2 separate regions of the Mus musculus genome follow, and region 2 is linked to region 1. The links are chromatin contacts, called in public Hi-C maps. All regions are on one chromosome and are shown on one strand. The core of a region is the stretch at or near the end of the contact, and the rest is flanking DNA. Distances in the headings are between cores, read along the strand shown. Region 1 has its middle 37 kb from the start of Gm40630. Region 2 overlaps Foxo3 (forkhead box O3).

The links. Hi-C and Micro-C count contacts between places; a contact is called where the count stands out from the background.
Region 2: a contact with region 1 is called in a Hi-C map of cerebellum, with 2.2 times the contacts expected there. The contact joins two enhancer-like sites. A contact is called at or near these places in 6 of 484 Hi-C or Micro-C datasets (brain, cerebellar granule neurons, cerebellum and 2 more), 2 of 115 datasets of contacts at active chromatin or transcription factors (cardiomyocytes and embryonic stem cells) and 1 of 9 other capture datasets (embryonic stem cells).

What each region holds. Positions count from the first base shown.
Region 1 is chr10:42,115,001-42,122,377 of GRCm38.p6, reverse strand. No RefSeq gene overlaps it. Among named protein-coding and RNA genes, the nearest start is that of Gm40630, 37 kb to the right of the region's middle. Within about 2 kb of position 2,782, at least 35 of the 459 cell types and tissues checked have an H3K27ac peak or open chromatin away from gene starts, as enhancers often do. A contact at or near this core is called in cerebellar granule neurons and cerebellum, where this site is marked.
Region 2 is chr10:42,186,730-42,193,220 of GRCm38.p6, reverse strand. The region is part of intron 3 of Foxo3 (forkhead box O3); the gene reads left to right. Among named protein-coding and RNA genes, the nearest start is that of Gm38485, 85 kb to the left of the region's middle. Within about 2 kb of position 3,225, at least 42 of the 459 cell types and tissues checked have an H3K27ac peak or open chromatin away from gene starts, as enhancers often do. A contact at or near this core is called in cerebellar granule neurons and cerebellum, where this site is marked.

The DNA.
Region 1 (7,377 bases), core at 1,533-4,032:
ATCGCCACAGAGGTGGGGTAGGAGAAGAAAGGGCTGGTGTCTGGGTACACTGTGTTTCTGCTGGGAACTCAGGTACCAGCTCTCTTTGCCCTTTGGAGGAAATAAGCGGCATCACTAAGGCCCAGTCCTCAGTCCCAGGTAATATGAGTAGCTTCACCCTACAGTGAGAGCACAGTTTTGCCAGGCTCACTCCTTATTTCATCTGTTTGCTTCCTCCTGTGTTGAGGTCTTAGGTCAGATCGTGTCGGCTCTGAGTCTATAACCTTTCTGGAATGCAAGGGCTGGGCCTTATTTATCCAAATCTCTCTTCATGGTTTGAGGCAGACTTGGGCAATTAACCAGAGTTCAACAAACATTTGAATGCACAAATTCTCTATCAGACATCCACTCTTCTCGAGACATTTTCCCCGCAGCAGTGTGTGTGTGTGTGTGTGTGTGTGTGTGTGTGTGTGTGTGTGTGTGTGTGTGTATGTCTGTGTCTGTGTATGTAAGTGGTATGTAGGTAGCTGGGTGACTCAAGCCCCTGCAGCTTGCCTGTTCTTACAGGAAGGAGAGAGACAGGCTACTACTACCGTAGTCACTGACACCCAGTGAGTACAGAGTGCCACGGATGAAGCACATCACACTGCTGATGAGTTGCTCAGTTCAGAGCTTCACACATAGCACATGTAACTGGTTATGTTGGCACAAATACAAGAAATACTCATTTCTGGGCATGGTGCAGGTTCTTTTGAAACGAGCCACATTGTGACAGAATCCTTACTTGGGGAGGTCTTTCTCTCCCTAATTTTTGAAAGGGATGGAACAGGATCCAACTCGAGTTATATGGTGCATCTTTTGCAGTTCCCAAGGCCCCTGAGGTCATTGGTTGGAGGTATGGGCTGCCATGAGTCTCTACAGAGCCTCTGCTTTACCTGGGCAGCCTTGTTACGGTGCTAAGGCTCTAGAATAAAGGGCTCAGGTGAGGTTTGCAGCCTGGATGGTGGAAGAATGGAAAAGAGTGAAGAAGTCCATTTCAGGTGTGACTGAAAAGGACCAGAGAGGCCCCACAGAGCTCCACCAAGATGGCGGCGCTGGCGAGAGACGAAGTGGTGAGAGCCAGGATAGCCTTCAGGGGCCACAGTGGGAAACATTTCTGTTTTGTGATAAGGAATTATGATGGTGCCGCTGAAAGTAAAGCTCAACAGCTGAAGCATGCTGAAGTCAGTCCGCAACTCTCCCCTGCCCATCTGACGTCCTTGGGAAACCCCATAGCACCATCTGATCCCAGAGCAGCAGAATGGGACTCTGGCCTCTCAACCCCCAGCCTTCAAGGACTCGGAGTTTAGGGCAGACTTCAGTCCAGGGGAGGGAACTGACTAGGAACCCTGTGTCTGGGATGCAGAGGGCAGCTGCGGTGGAGGGCGGAGGGTAGTCACGTGATTCCTCCTGCTTGGAGCGCAGAACCCAGCCTTGAGCAGGAAAGGCTTTTGAGAAACTCAAGAGAGCTGTGGACAGTTACTAGTGTCATTGTCCCCCCAACCCAGCATGCAAGAACTCAGGAATAGAGACAATGTCAGAGGTGCTGGGGTCTCCCAAGTCTATTCACACACACTCCTGTCTCACTCATTGTTATTTCTCTGTTATCTCCCAAGTCTTCTCCTCTGTCTAGAAACGTCTCTAGAAACTTCATTCCACCTTCCATCCAAAAGCAACTCTACATCCTCTCTCAGCCATTTTGTCCCCCTAGGCTCAGACCCCCAGTTTTTCTCCTACTGCACATTGGAGTGACTTGGACCTCGGAGTCAGGAGGAAAGGGCTTGATTAGTCTCCTGTGCCTGGCAGGCTCAACTCAGCCAAGCCCAAGACACCAGCACCTAAAAGTCAAAAAGAAAATTCAGACGATTCAATATGGCATGAAGTTGATGTAAAAATAGGATAACACGGTAGCTTTGGTGTTAATCCCAGCATTACCGAGCAGGAGTTCAAGGTTGTTCTTGGCTACACAGCTGAGTTAGGAGCTAGCCTGGACTATCTGCCTCAGCCTCAAACAAACAAACAAACAAACACAACAATGAAAACAATTATAACGTATACTCTTTGTTTGAGATGTGTGTGTGTGTGTGTGTGTGTGTGTGTGTGTGTGTGTGTGTGTGTGTGTTTCCGGCACAAACTGCCTTTATACATATTTTCTGGGAAGTGCCAGCCAGCCCTGTGAAGGATTTTGGTTTCTTTCTCCCTCTCCCTCTCCCTCTCCCTCTCCCTCTCCCTCTCCCTCTCCCTCTCCCTCTCCCTCTCCCTCTCCCTCTCCCTCTCCCTCTCCCTCTCCCTCTCCCTCTCCCTCTCCCTCTCCCTCTCCCTCTCCCTCTCCCTCCCTCTCTCCCTCTCCCTCTCCCTCCTTCCCTCCCTCCCTCTCTCTCTCTCCCTCTCTCTCTCTCCTTTTCCCAAACCAAAGGGTTCTTTGCTCTTTACCAAACAATTTAGGCCTTGTTCTCATTTTTCACTTGGGATGTTGAAAAAATGCTCTCAGAAACAGTTCCACCATTCAAAACTTCCAAATATATCTGCGAGCTTTTATTATTCTTCAAGATTACAGGAACTTTCCTTGGAAACTGTTAGGGTCTGGGTAGGGCTGTTGCCTTTCATGTCTCCTTCTTGCTTTTGAAATGTGCTTTGGTAAATTGAAGGCTCTGAACTTACATTTATTTATTTGGCCAAATTTAGCCTGTCTAAATATGCTTTGTCATTAAAAAGCCTCGAAGAAGTCGTCATTTCGAGCCATCCTCCCGAATCTCAGGGTGGAAATTAACCGGGTGAGATATTACAGCGGCCGCTTGTTACCTTCAGCATTGGCTGGCACTGACAGAGACAGCTGAACGTAAAAAGGAGAAAGAAAAAAAATACATCTTTGGGCATCTCATTCGCAGTCTGAACAAAACCTGGGAAGCCACTCTGTCTTCTGGTTCTAATTTTTTCAATTAGACTCCACAGTTTGCCAAATCTTAGGTGTTACACTTTGTACTGAGACTCCCCTCCGTAGAGAAGAGGCACACGGAGCAGCCCCCGGAGCAAAAGCGTGGGGTGGGAGAGTGGGGTGGGGGCTTGGGGTTGGAGGCGTGGGGTGGGGGGACATGGGGGCTGAGAGGCATGGTGTGGGGGCTTGGGGGCCAAGAGGCGTGGGGTGGGGGCTTGGGGGCCGAGTGGCGCGTTCAGCTGCTCCCATTTCTCTCCTGACATTCTGGAGAGGAAAATGGTTGGGTTGGCAGAGTAGCTGCTCCCAGATGGCAAGTGTCTTTCCCCACAGCCACTTCCATCTCCAGTGAGCTGTCCTGTCCGGGCACAGCTTGCGCCTTGGAAGCCCAGCTTGGCACACAGGTTCCTAGGACACAACGGGGGACCCAAGAAGGGGGGCACTTTGTTGTGGCTTCTCCTGGGACTCAAAGTGCTGCTTTGACTACCAGGGTAAGCCCATATGGAGCCGTATTGGAGAAACCTGTAAAAGATGGATAAAAATGGAAAGCCATCTGCCCTCCTGACCCGGCTCCATCGCCCAGGGGGACATCTGCCGGACCCCCAAGACGTTCCCATGTGCTCTTGTTCAGCTAAGCATGACCTCATTTTGAGGGAAGTTCGCAGGTTTCACTGCACTGTCTGAGGTCATGGTTCCTTCCCCCTTTAATATCTGTGCACCCCCAGGCCTGTCCTTCCACTCTCCGTGCCGCTAAAATGCGAATAATAACATCTGCTGTGCTTCCTTATGGCTGCTATAAAAAATGAGCACATGGGTGGCTCTGAAACCCTTTGGTAACCTGCAAAATGGCATGAGTCAGAGGAGGTGGCATTAAGCCTGTCTGAGTCTCTATGCTGAGACCCATGTTCACTCTCTGAAGGTGCTCTAGGCTTCAGAAAAACTACTTTCTGCTGTTTGTTAGATGAGATCTGTGACAAGCCTATCAGCCACTCCATGCGTTGGTTCACCATGGGCAGCCTGCCTCTCTTGGCCTCAGTCATTCCCTCTGGAAAATGGTTCCCACAGCAGGTTAGCTCAATGCCTATTGGTATTGTAAAATACCAGGGTAATGAACTTCTAAAGAGAGAAGACACTAGTCTGATAGTCACAGGCCCGTGATACCAGTGACTCAGAAGGTGGAGGTAGTCAGATGGATTACTGCAAGGTGAAGGCCAGTTTGGGCCACATAGCCAGGCTCTGTCTTCAGTTAAAACAAAACAAAAACAAAGAGAAGAGAGAGAAGGGATCTTGGGGGGCCATGGGAAGTGGTCGGGACAGGAGCATTTACCTTATCTATCTCAGGATGAAAGGCCAGCTTGACACCCCCCCCCCCCCCCCATGCACAGAACTAGGAGCTTGTCGTTAGGTTGTCTCCTGAGCAGCCCAGGGTGAAGCCTTGTATCCCTGCACTGAACACACGGCTCACTGGTACACTCGGCTAAAGTGGCTTTCAAGGTTGCCCCCCACCATTAATCTATTTATTTATTCACTTTACATCCCAATTACAGCCCCCCTCCCTCCTCTCCTCCCAGTCCCATTCTCACAAGCCCCTCCCCTCATACCCTCCTCTGAGGAGAAACCCACCCTGGCACACCAAGTCACAGCAGGACCAAGCGCATCTCCAATCCACTGAGGCCCAAAAAGGCGGGAAAATCCAAAGGCAGGCAGAGTCAGAGACAGCCACCCGCCTCCGACCACCAGGGGACCCACATGAAGGTCAAGTTGCACATCCACCACAAATGTGTAGGGGACCCAGGTCCAGCCCCTGAACGCTCCCTGGTTGGGGGTTCAGTCTTGGTGAGCCCCCATGGGCCCAGGTCAGTTGACTCTGTGGGTCTTCTTGTGGTGTCCTTGACACTGCTCCCTCAATCCTACCCCCCCTCCTCCACAAGACTTCCCAAGCTCTGCCCAATGTTTGTCACTGGGTCTCTGCGTCCATTTGCATCAGCTGCTGGATGCAACCTCTCAGGAGACAGCTATTCTAGGCTCCTGTCGGCAAGCATAGCAGAGTATCAGTAATAATGGCAGGGGTTGGCTCTCTCCCCATGGCATGGGTCTCAAGTTGGAGCAGGTTTTGGTTGGCCATTCCCTCCCTCCCACTACATCCCCATCCCTGATACATACCCACTACATACCCACCTACTTCAAGCGTCCTGTGAATGGGTTGGTGTCCCCCTCCCTCCACAGGAAATCCCACCTCTCTGGTGGCCACCCCAGTCTCTGTCTGCATCCCCACCTGCTAGAAGTCTCATCTAGGGCCACCCATCACAGAGTTAGAGCCTCCCCTTGTCCCAGGACTAAAGCTTGTCCCAGAGATACCCTCACACACTAGTCTCTGCTCTCTCTGCCAGCCCTCTCCTATCCCCTCCCCACCCCTGATCCCCTCCCTGTTCCCCTCTTCACTCACTTTCCCACCCAGTTTCCCCCTCCATCCACCTCTGATATCTATTTCACCTCCTCTTCTGCATGAGATTCAAGCATCCTCCCTTGGGCCCTTCTTATTCCTTAGTTTCTTTGAGTTTCTATGCTTATCCTGTATTTTATGGCTAATGTCCATTTATAAGTAGTATATACCATGCATATCTTTCTGGGTATGGGTAACCTCACTCAGGATGATATTTTCTAGTTCCATCAATTTGTCTGCAAAATTCATGATGTCCTTGTTTTTAATAGCTGAATAATATTCCATTGTGTAAATGTGCCACATTTTATCAAGTCTTCAGATGAGGGACATCTGGGTTGTTCCCAGTTTCTGGCTATTACAAAGAAAGCTGCTGTGAACATAGTGGAGCATGTGTCCTGGTGCTATGGTTAAGCATCTTTATGCCATGGCATAGCTGAGTCTTGAGGTAGAACGATTACCAGTTTTCTGAGAAACCACCAAATTAATTTCCAAAGTGGTTGTACACGTTTGCATTCCCAGCAGCGACAGAGGAGTGTTACCTTGCTCTACAAACTCACCAGCACGAGCTGTACTTGAGGTTTTGATCTTAACCATTCTGATGTGTGTAAAGGTGGAATCTCAGAATCATTTTGATTTGCATGCCCCAATAATTAAGGATGTTGAACAGTTCTTTAAGTGCTTTTTGGCCATTCGAGATTCCTCTGTGTCGAATTCTCTGGCTCTGTACCCCATTTTCTAATTGGGTTATTTGATTTGCGGATGTCTACTTTCTTGAGTTCTTAAAGTTGTTAAGGTTGCAGCCAGGGGAGTGATAAGGAGAGGGTGAGAGGGCAATCTGCCCCACATGATAGCAGAGTCACAAGTGGCCTGAGGTCAACCTTGCCTGAGTCATGAACTTGGTGGATTTCCAGCCACACCTCCAAAGCTGGTGCAGGAGCCTGATGCTGTCCTTTGTCCGAAGCTGCCAGGAAGGCAACATCTGGATTTGTGTCATGCCAGGTGTGCAGGGAGCACTGAGTCAAAATTATATATAAAACTCATTCCCTCTATTCACTTACTGAGTGGGATAAAATGTCCCAACTGGGCAGGAAGTTACAGTTGTTGCTATTTCCCTCTTTCTCCTCCAGCACTGCCCTCTGCCCTGTTTTATGGGATCTTCTATTCCTGGTCAACTGCTCAGGCAATCCCATGACTGCTGGGCCCACTTCAAGTTTACACAAACTGTTTTCATGATACAGTAGTAAACATGTCCAAAGTTTAAATGTTGCCCATAAAATGCTCCAGTGTTTCCCTTTCTTCCAAGCTCAGACCTGACCCAAGCTCAGAAAGACTGCGTGGTCTGCTGGATATAATCATACATTCTTGCTTCTCACTGGCTGCTTCTGGCTCCCAAGCCAGTGCAGAATGGGTGGGGGAGGGGGAGGAGATGAGGTGCCTTCTTCCTTAGCTATAGCTGCTGCAACCAGGCCTCTAGGGTCCTCTCAGTTCAAGAGGTACTGGGTCTTTTCTCTTGTAAGGCATTTAATAGACCTTGATCCTGTGCCCTGCAGTGCCAAAACCTGGCAGAATGCTTTCTCTGGCCAATCCCGGTGTCAGTGAGAGTCCCCGTGTGGCCATCAAATGCCAGGCTCACTTCACTGTGGTAGCCAGGGCCCATCAAGATGATCCATGCCTGAGTACGGAGCCCTTGAGGCACTTGGCTACCATATCAGGACTGTTCTAGCAAACTCAGAAATTCAAGCTTTGCCAAAAAAAAAAAATCATTTGCTTCCAAGAGTAAAAATCTTCAAGACCCTGCATCTCAGCAAACACCCACCAGGGAGGAGAAGGATTTTAGAATTGCTCCTCGCTGATTTTCCCACTCTGTAAGTTGGAGAAACCATTCTTCTTGCCATAGCAGTGGGGGATTGTTGTATGACTATTTCTAGGGAGTTATGAACTAATATCTACTAATCCAGATTGGTACTGATGACATACCAAAGTC
Region 2 (6,491 bases), core at 1,976-4,475, 70 kb before region 1:
TCTGGCAAGCCTCAGTTGGGTGAACATCTGAAAGGTCAGGCTGTCTTCGAGGTGTTGCCCCAGTGCTAAGCACTGCTCTGTAGACTGAGGAACTGCTGGGCTACAAGAGTCTGGTCTGCTTTTATCTCCTCCCCTCCCAGCAAGAGACATGACCCTCACTCTAACCCCAGATCTTCTGTTTGTTTAGTGACCTCTTAAGCCTATGGTGTTCATTTGTTGAAGGGCAAGAGTCTTTGGTCATGATGTCTCCGGGTAATGCCAGTGTTTGTAGAGAACAGGCTCTAATTGTCAGTCTCTGTTTGATTGAAGGTTTCTGTGCTCCTGCCGTGTCCCCCTTTGCCTCCTCCCCCTCCCCCCTCCCCTGTCCCATTCTTTCACCCTCTTCCTAGTGAAAGGATTCTAGCCCATACATTTTCTTTCTTTTTTTTTTCCAGCTAAATATTTATCTCTGGAGTATTTGATTTGGTTCCTTAGGGAAGTTAATGGCCAAGGAGACCCCCAGCCAGAGGCACTCTTACACTTAGGTTCGAAGTCAAAATCCTAACTCACTCTTTGGGGCCTCTAGTAAAGAACATGGCCCAGAGGCTCACTGGAGCATCCGTTGATCTTTTGTATGTTTGGAAATGATCAGAAAGCCGTGCAGACCAACAGTCATAAATAGTCAAAAATGTGCTGATGGGCCTGTTAGGTGGTGGAAGTAGAACGCTAGCTGTCGCTGAGTGCCGTGGCCAGTGGAGTTCCCTTCAGGCTGCTCTGCAGTGCAGGGGGGCACAGAGGTGGGCTCCACGGGAAGGCAGAGTGTGGGCAAAGCTCTCCGCCTGAGGAGACCCAGCATCCGGTCCGTCCTTCCTGCTCACTCTGGTTTCCCTCCTCGCTGGGCTTTGGCCCTCATCTGTTTCACCCTGTCTATGTCTTGATCCTACTTTAGAGATGGATGTGTAGTTTGAACTCTGGAATCTGAAGAACTGATTTTTGTTCTGTTGGAAAATTAGTCTCTCAAGATCCAACGTATATATCTAAAATAGGAAAGAGGACTTTGGTGAACCGTCTTCTGTGCCTGGGACCCGGCCCCTCAGTGAGGTGGTGTCTCCACTCCACCCACCTTCAGGAGGCCGTGAGTGTCTCACCCTGCATGCTGTCATAATTCACCCCACCTCACCCCAGGGTCACACCCGGGCAAGGTAAATAGGAACTATTCAGGTCATGGCTTAGGTCTGTGAACATTTCTTCAAGGCTCCAGTTCTCTTCTGTAGATGGTGGATCTCTTCCTGTGACAGCAGCATGAGACTGAGTAGCAAGACCTTTAATGGTGGGATTTGAGGGCTTTATATGGTGGGCTGTACAGAAACACAGGAAGACTGATTCCATGGGTGAGAGTCTGTTGAATGTTTATATGCGCCTTTTACTCAGTTTCATCTTACAAGAAACAGGAGTTTTCTTCCTGGAAGCATTATCAGTCTGCACTTGTGCTCCGCAAGCAGAAGGCTCTGCTGGGTGCCGGAGGTCCTAGAACCTGCAGCATCTGGGGATTGCAGTGAGCAGGGAGGAAAGTAGGGGCCGGCCACTCAAAGAGCCTGGCTCCTTCACTTAGCTAAGGCTTCATGCGAACCTGTTTTGTTTTGTGTTGTGTTTTTACTTTAAGCTCTCTTTGGGAACACTGTCTTTCAGTCACAAGGATTTGTGCTCTCGAGAGCAAACTCTGTGCCTAAGGCGATGCTCCTGAAGTAGCGAGTGTTCCCGGCACTCACCGTTGTGAAGACTGTCCCGCTTTCAAGGAATTCAGTGTTGGGATCTCAGAGTGTGGGTAGGCATCCTGGGCACTTGATGTTTGTGCCAGATGTAAGGCACAGGTGGAGAACATCTGGGGAAGGCAGAGTGAAGGGCTGTGCGGTGGCTCACCTGGATAGGAGGAGAGTAGGCTGGGCGGAGCGTCCCCAAGGTGACCCCCAGGAGAGAGTGGTGGAGAGAGTGGAGGATCCCGCAGGTCTTTGCCAATTAAACTTTGGGGTACAATAGTTGAGGGTGATTAACTCCTACAACCACCACATCCTCTCAGAAAGTAGTTCCTTTTGGTTGGTTGATTTGGGTTTTGCTGGTGGTGTTTGTGTTTGAGACAGGATCTCACTATGTAGGTGGCCTAAAACATGCAGTGTAGACCAGGCTATCCTTGAACTCACATGATCTGCCTTCCACTGTCCCCTAGTACTGGGATTAAAGGCATGTGTCACCACACTTGGCAAAAGTGTTTCTTTTAAAAGACCAGAATCCCAACTTGGCATATTATTCTATGAGTCGGAAGCGTCTAAGAGTCAAGAGCATATGCAGTCTACAGTTTTGCCATCCTGTCTGCACGGAGAGGTTCTTGCCGTCCCTCAAGGCAGAGACAGGCAGTCCTCTGCTCTCTTTAGCCTCAGTGATTCCTGCCACAGCTCTCTGTCCTCAGCTGTGAAGTTTGAAGATTGCTGCTTCTCTCAGTTTCCCTGCATTTTGTCAGCTCAGCACAGAGGCTAGCCAACGGGACAGGCAGACAAATCTAGGCGTCAAAGTGTCCTGGAAACCAGAAGCTCTTGAGGTGCTCTGTCTTCTCAGCCAGGCCTGGAAGCTTTCCCTGACACCTGGAAAGCTCCAGCGTGCTGAGGAGTAGAGCACATCACAGTCCAGCCCAACATGTCACCAGTCTCACTGCAAGCTGTGCTTTCTGTCTTTCAGTGTGTAGAGATCGGTGCCTTTCCCATGGTTAACAACACTTATCTGTCTGTGTCCTGGTTCAGCCACCTGAACTCAATAAGCCAACTATCAGAGACAAATAGGTAGCAAAGAGCCCAAAAGGGGTGGATTATTCATTGAGGCCGTGTTGGGAAGGGGGACGAAGGAGCCAGAGACTTCCCCAGGTCTTGAGTTGGGCATGCTGACTGACAGTGGAGCTGGGGTTCAAACTGAAAGTAGGAGGTGCTTTGCTCAGCAGCCCAAGGACTGTCTCATGGCCACGCCTCCCCTGCGAGGTCTCTGACCAGTTGTAAATGTTGCTCTTGGAGATAAGTTCATCTCTGGCTGACCTCAAGGGCATTTCCTCTCCTGCAGGAGATTCCTGGGGAGATTCTAATTTCTTGGGGTCCAATCTCTCAACGGTCAGCCAAAGAGGCAGCACAAACCTCCCTCAGAGCACAGCCATTCCTCCAGACAGGTTGGTTTCACAAGGTCCAGGTTTCCTTCTGGAGAGCTTTGTCACCAAACAAACCTGCCCTCCCCTGCAATTAGAACCTCCTTGCCTGCCTGTCCCTCAAGAGTGCTCACTGCCTGTCACAGCTCCATGGCAGCGTTTGCCAAGATGGAGCTTTATACAGATGGTACCTCCTAAGTCCCCTCTCTGGCCAGCATTGCATGGCCAGTCGTAGGCCCGGGATGGGACGTGCAGAAGCCAAGCCCCAGATATACTGCCTGCCTCCGGGTCTCCCTTGCTTTTTCCGGTGATGCATTGTGTTTACCTTTGGAGTTGAACTCCACAGGAACGTGTCAAAGTGCGGTGTAGCATTTGGGTCTGGCTGCCTCTGTGCTCCAGCAAAAAGCATTAAGTCTAACAACGCACAACTGTTCTCTGAACTCTGAGAGGCCGCCCTGTCCATCAGAGGATCTCTTCCTTGTCTACGCTGAATGCTCTATGCTTGGTCCCCAGCTTGACCATGGGGTTACAGGCTGTCCTGAAACTCTCAGTGTCCAAGCGTGACGATCACAGCGCCTCACTGTACCTTGCAGTTCAGGCAGACAATTAAAATCCCAGCCAAGAGATCGCTGCTAACTAAGCCTCATGGATCTGGGAGCCTAAGAATTCCATCCGTTGCTCCTTCTCAGCTCTCATAGCATATTAGTATCAGGGTCTTCATTTCTTCTCTGCCAAGAAGATAAAAATGCTGCTGACAAACACATGCTTTGCGTCGTGAGGTTATTCGGTTGTGGGAGACCAGCAGTGGGAACCGTTACTGCTCCGAGTCCAAGTTCAAGTGGATTGGGTTGTTCTGTTTGATGTCATTCTGGAGGCCTCTCCCACTCTTAGAACATCCTGTGACTTGGTGGTGATAACTAGGCAGAAAGCAGCCTTCCCCATAGATGCCAGGGTTACCAAGGGACTACCTCTCACCAGGTGACAGCACCCACCGATGTCTTTAGAATATACCTCCTGACTTCTGTGGTCTCCCACTTCATTCCCCTTGACTCAGTAAAGAACTTTTAAAGCTTATCTAGGAGAGAAGAGACTCTTCCTCCTCCCCGTGGAGGTCACCAGGAAGCCTGACAGTGTGTCTGGTTAATTGGTACATTGCTTAGTGACTGCAGAGGCACAGCAGTGAAGCCTGCCAGCCTCGGCTTTCTTTTCATCCTAAAGTCTGGCTGGGGGAGGGGGCTGTTGCTGTTGTTTTTGTTTTTAAGATACAGGAGCATCAACGCATACAGAATCCTCACAGCTACCTAAACCAGTGTGAACGCCCAGAAAACCCATGAAACTTCACACTCATCAGGGCATCACTGAGTCCCCAGCCGTGGCTGGCTCTGTCCCTTTGCTCCCCCACTTTTTCGGTTCCTGAATGAAGGACAGGTGGGAGCCAGCAGTGAGCTGCAGAGGCTGCTCCTTCCGCGGGTCGCCGGAGTCCTCCATGCCCCTTTTCAGGATGGTTGTATTTCTCTTTCGTCTCTGTCTGGTTCCTTTACACTCTTCCTTCTATCACAGCACAGAGAAACTAAACAAAGCATTGACCTTCCCGAGGGTGACGTGAGGGTTTGCTGTGAGATGTGCCCTCTGTAGGAGCTGTTTCTGGCCCTGTTGGCTCAGCCCAGAGGCACGGAGGCAGCTTCCTGCACAGGCCTCCTGGGAGGCCTTGCCTGAGCCCCTGGAGGGAACTCCAGCACATAGTGTCACAGATGGCCCCACCCCATTCTGCAGCAAGGGGAGAACGGTGATGATCAGAGCCTCCTCTTCTTAATGATGACATTCCCAGAAGATGCTGCGGCTTCGCTGAGGGAACGGGGGTGTGGCGGCCTGGGGATTGTTGCTGGTGTGGCTTTGGACTATGGTGGGGCTTCTGACCCAATTTCCAGGCCATGGCCAGCCCTAACTACATGATAACATGTTGCGTAGCTCACTACACCCTGGATGCTTCCCTCCCAGCCTGTAGCAGCCCCAGGATCAAAGTGGGCCATATTCAACCTCTCTTCTTAGGGAATGAAGTGTGTCATCTTCCCATCATGCACTGGTTTTCACAGCAGAATAATTAGCACCAAAGGGAACCAGGGAGGGATCTGAATTAGGTAATACCTTACCAGGTCTCCCCTAGGCACTCACAGAAAGTCAGGATGGGGAATTGGGGAACTTAGTCCCCTGCTGATCAGTGGCATAGTGGTGTTAGACTGTGATTTATTAGCTCTTATTGGGGTGGGGGGACCTAATCCCTTTGAAAGGACTTTATCTTTGAGACCATGTTGGGTCATGCTTTCAGGGACCCGCACAGATGACTTAGAGCAGTCTCATCTCTACCAACGTCCTCAGATACTGGTGTCTGGGGGTTATTTTAGCTTTTTCTCCCTCAAAAGTTATCGGCCAAAATAAAATTGTCTAGCGGCTTTACACAACAGAATACTAACCCCTGCCCCACCCCCAAGGAAAAATTCTCAGACAAACAAGGGGTCTACAGAAAGAGACGGGACTTCTTTTCCCAATTCATAGTTTTTACCAATAAAAACCAAGCTTCCTTCTGCTCTCTAGTGCTGTCACCAAAGTCAGTAAGACAGGATACTCAGTCACAGGAGGAGTCTTAGAGTCCAGGAGGAGGTGGGGGGTGCGCTACACTGTGCAGCCAGAGCCTACAGTTTTCAGTTGCTCAGTCCCTTCGGAAGGCAACCTTATGGTGTTGCTTTGCTTTGTACGCCAGGCCAGCCAGCAAGGTCTCCACAGACAACAGATTTTACGTCCTGGGGTGCGGCCTGATTCCTTTAGCTTCATCTCTGAGTATATATACTTTTCTTCTTTTTTTAAAAAATGTATTTATTTTTATTTTATGTTGTGTTAGGAGTGTTGCATATATGTATGTAAGCAGACCACGTGGGTGGTACCTGTAGGGTATCAGAAGAGGGCATCAGATCCCCTGCAGTGGGAGTTGTAGACAGTAGTGGGCTGCTCACTGGGAAGTGAGCCCAGGTCCTCCTGAAGAGCGCCCAGTGCTCTTGACTGCCGAGCCATCTGTCCAGACCTTCTGGGTGTACTTCTTACTGTTAATTCTCTTAACTCGTCTGAGCTCCCCGAGTGCTCTCGGGAAACCTCCATGATGACTATGGAGGCAGAATCATGCTATTAACAAGATAGTCTGTGAGAAATATGTATTGTATGGTTGTTGGTTTTTTTTTTAATTCAAAACTTTTAATATATATATATATAAAAGTCTAATTGGTAAGATAGCTCACTTGAATCTTCCACAGTGGAAAAGCCAGGATTCCCCATGAAATCT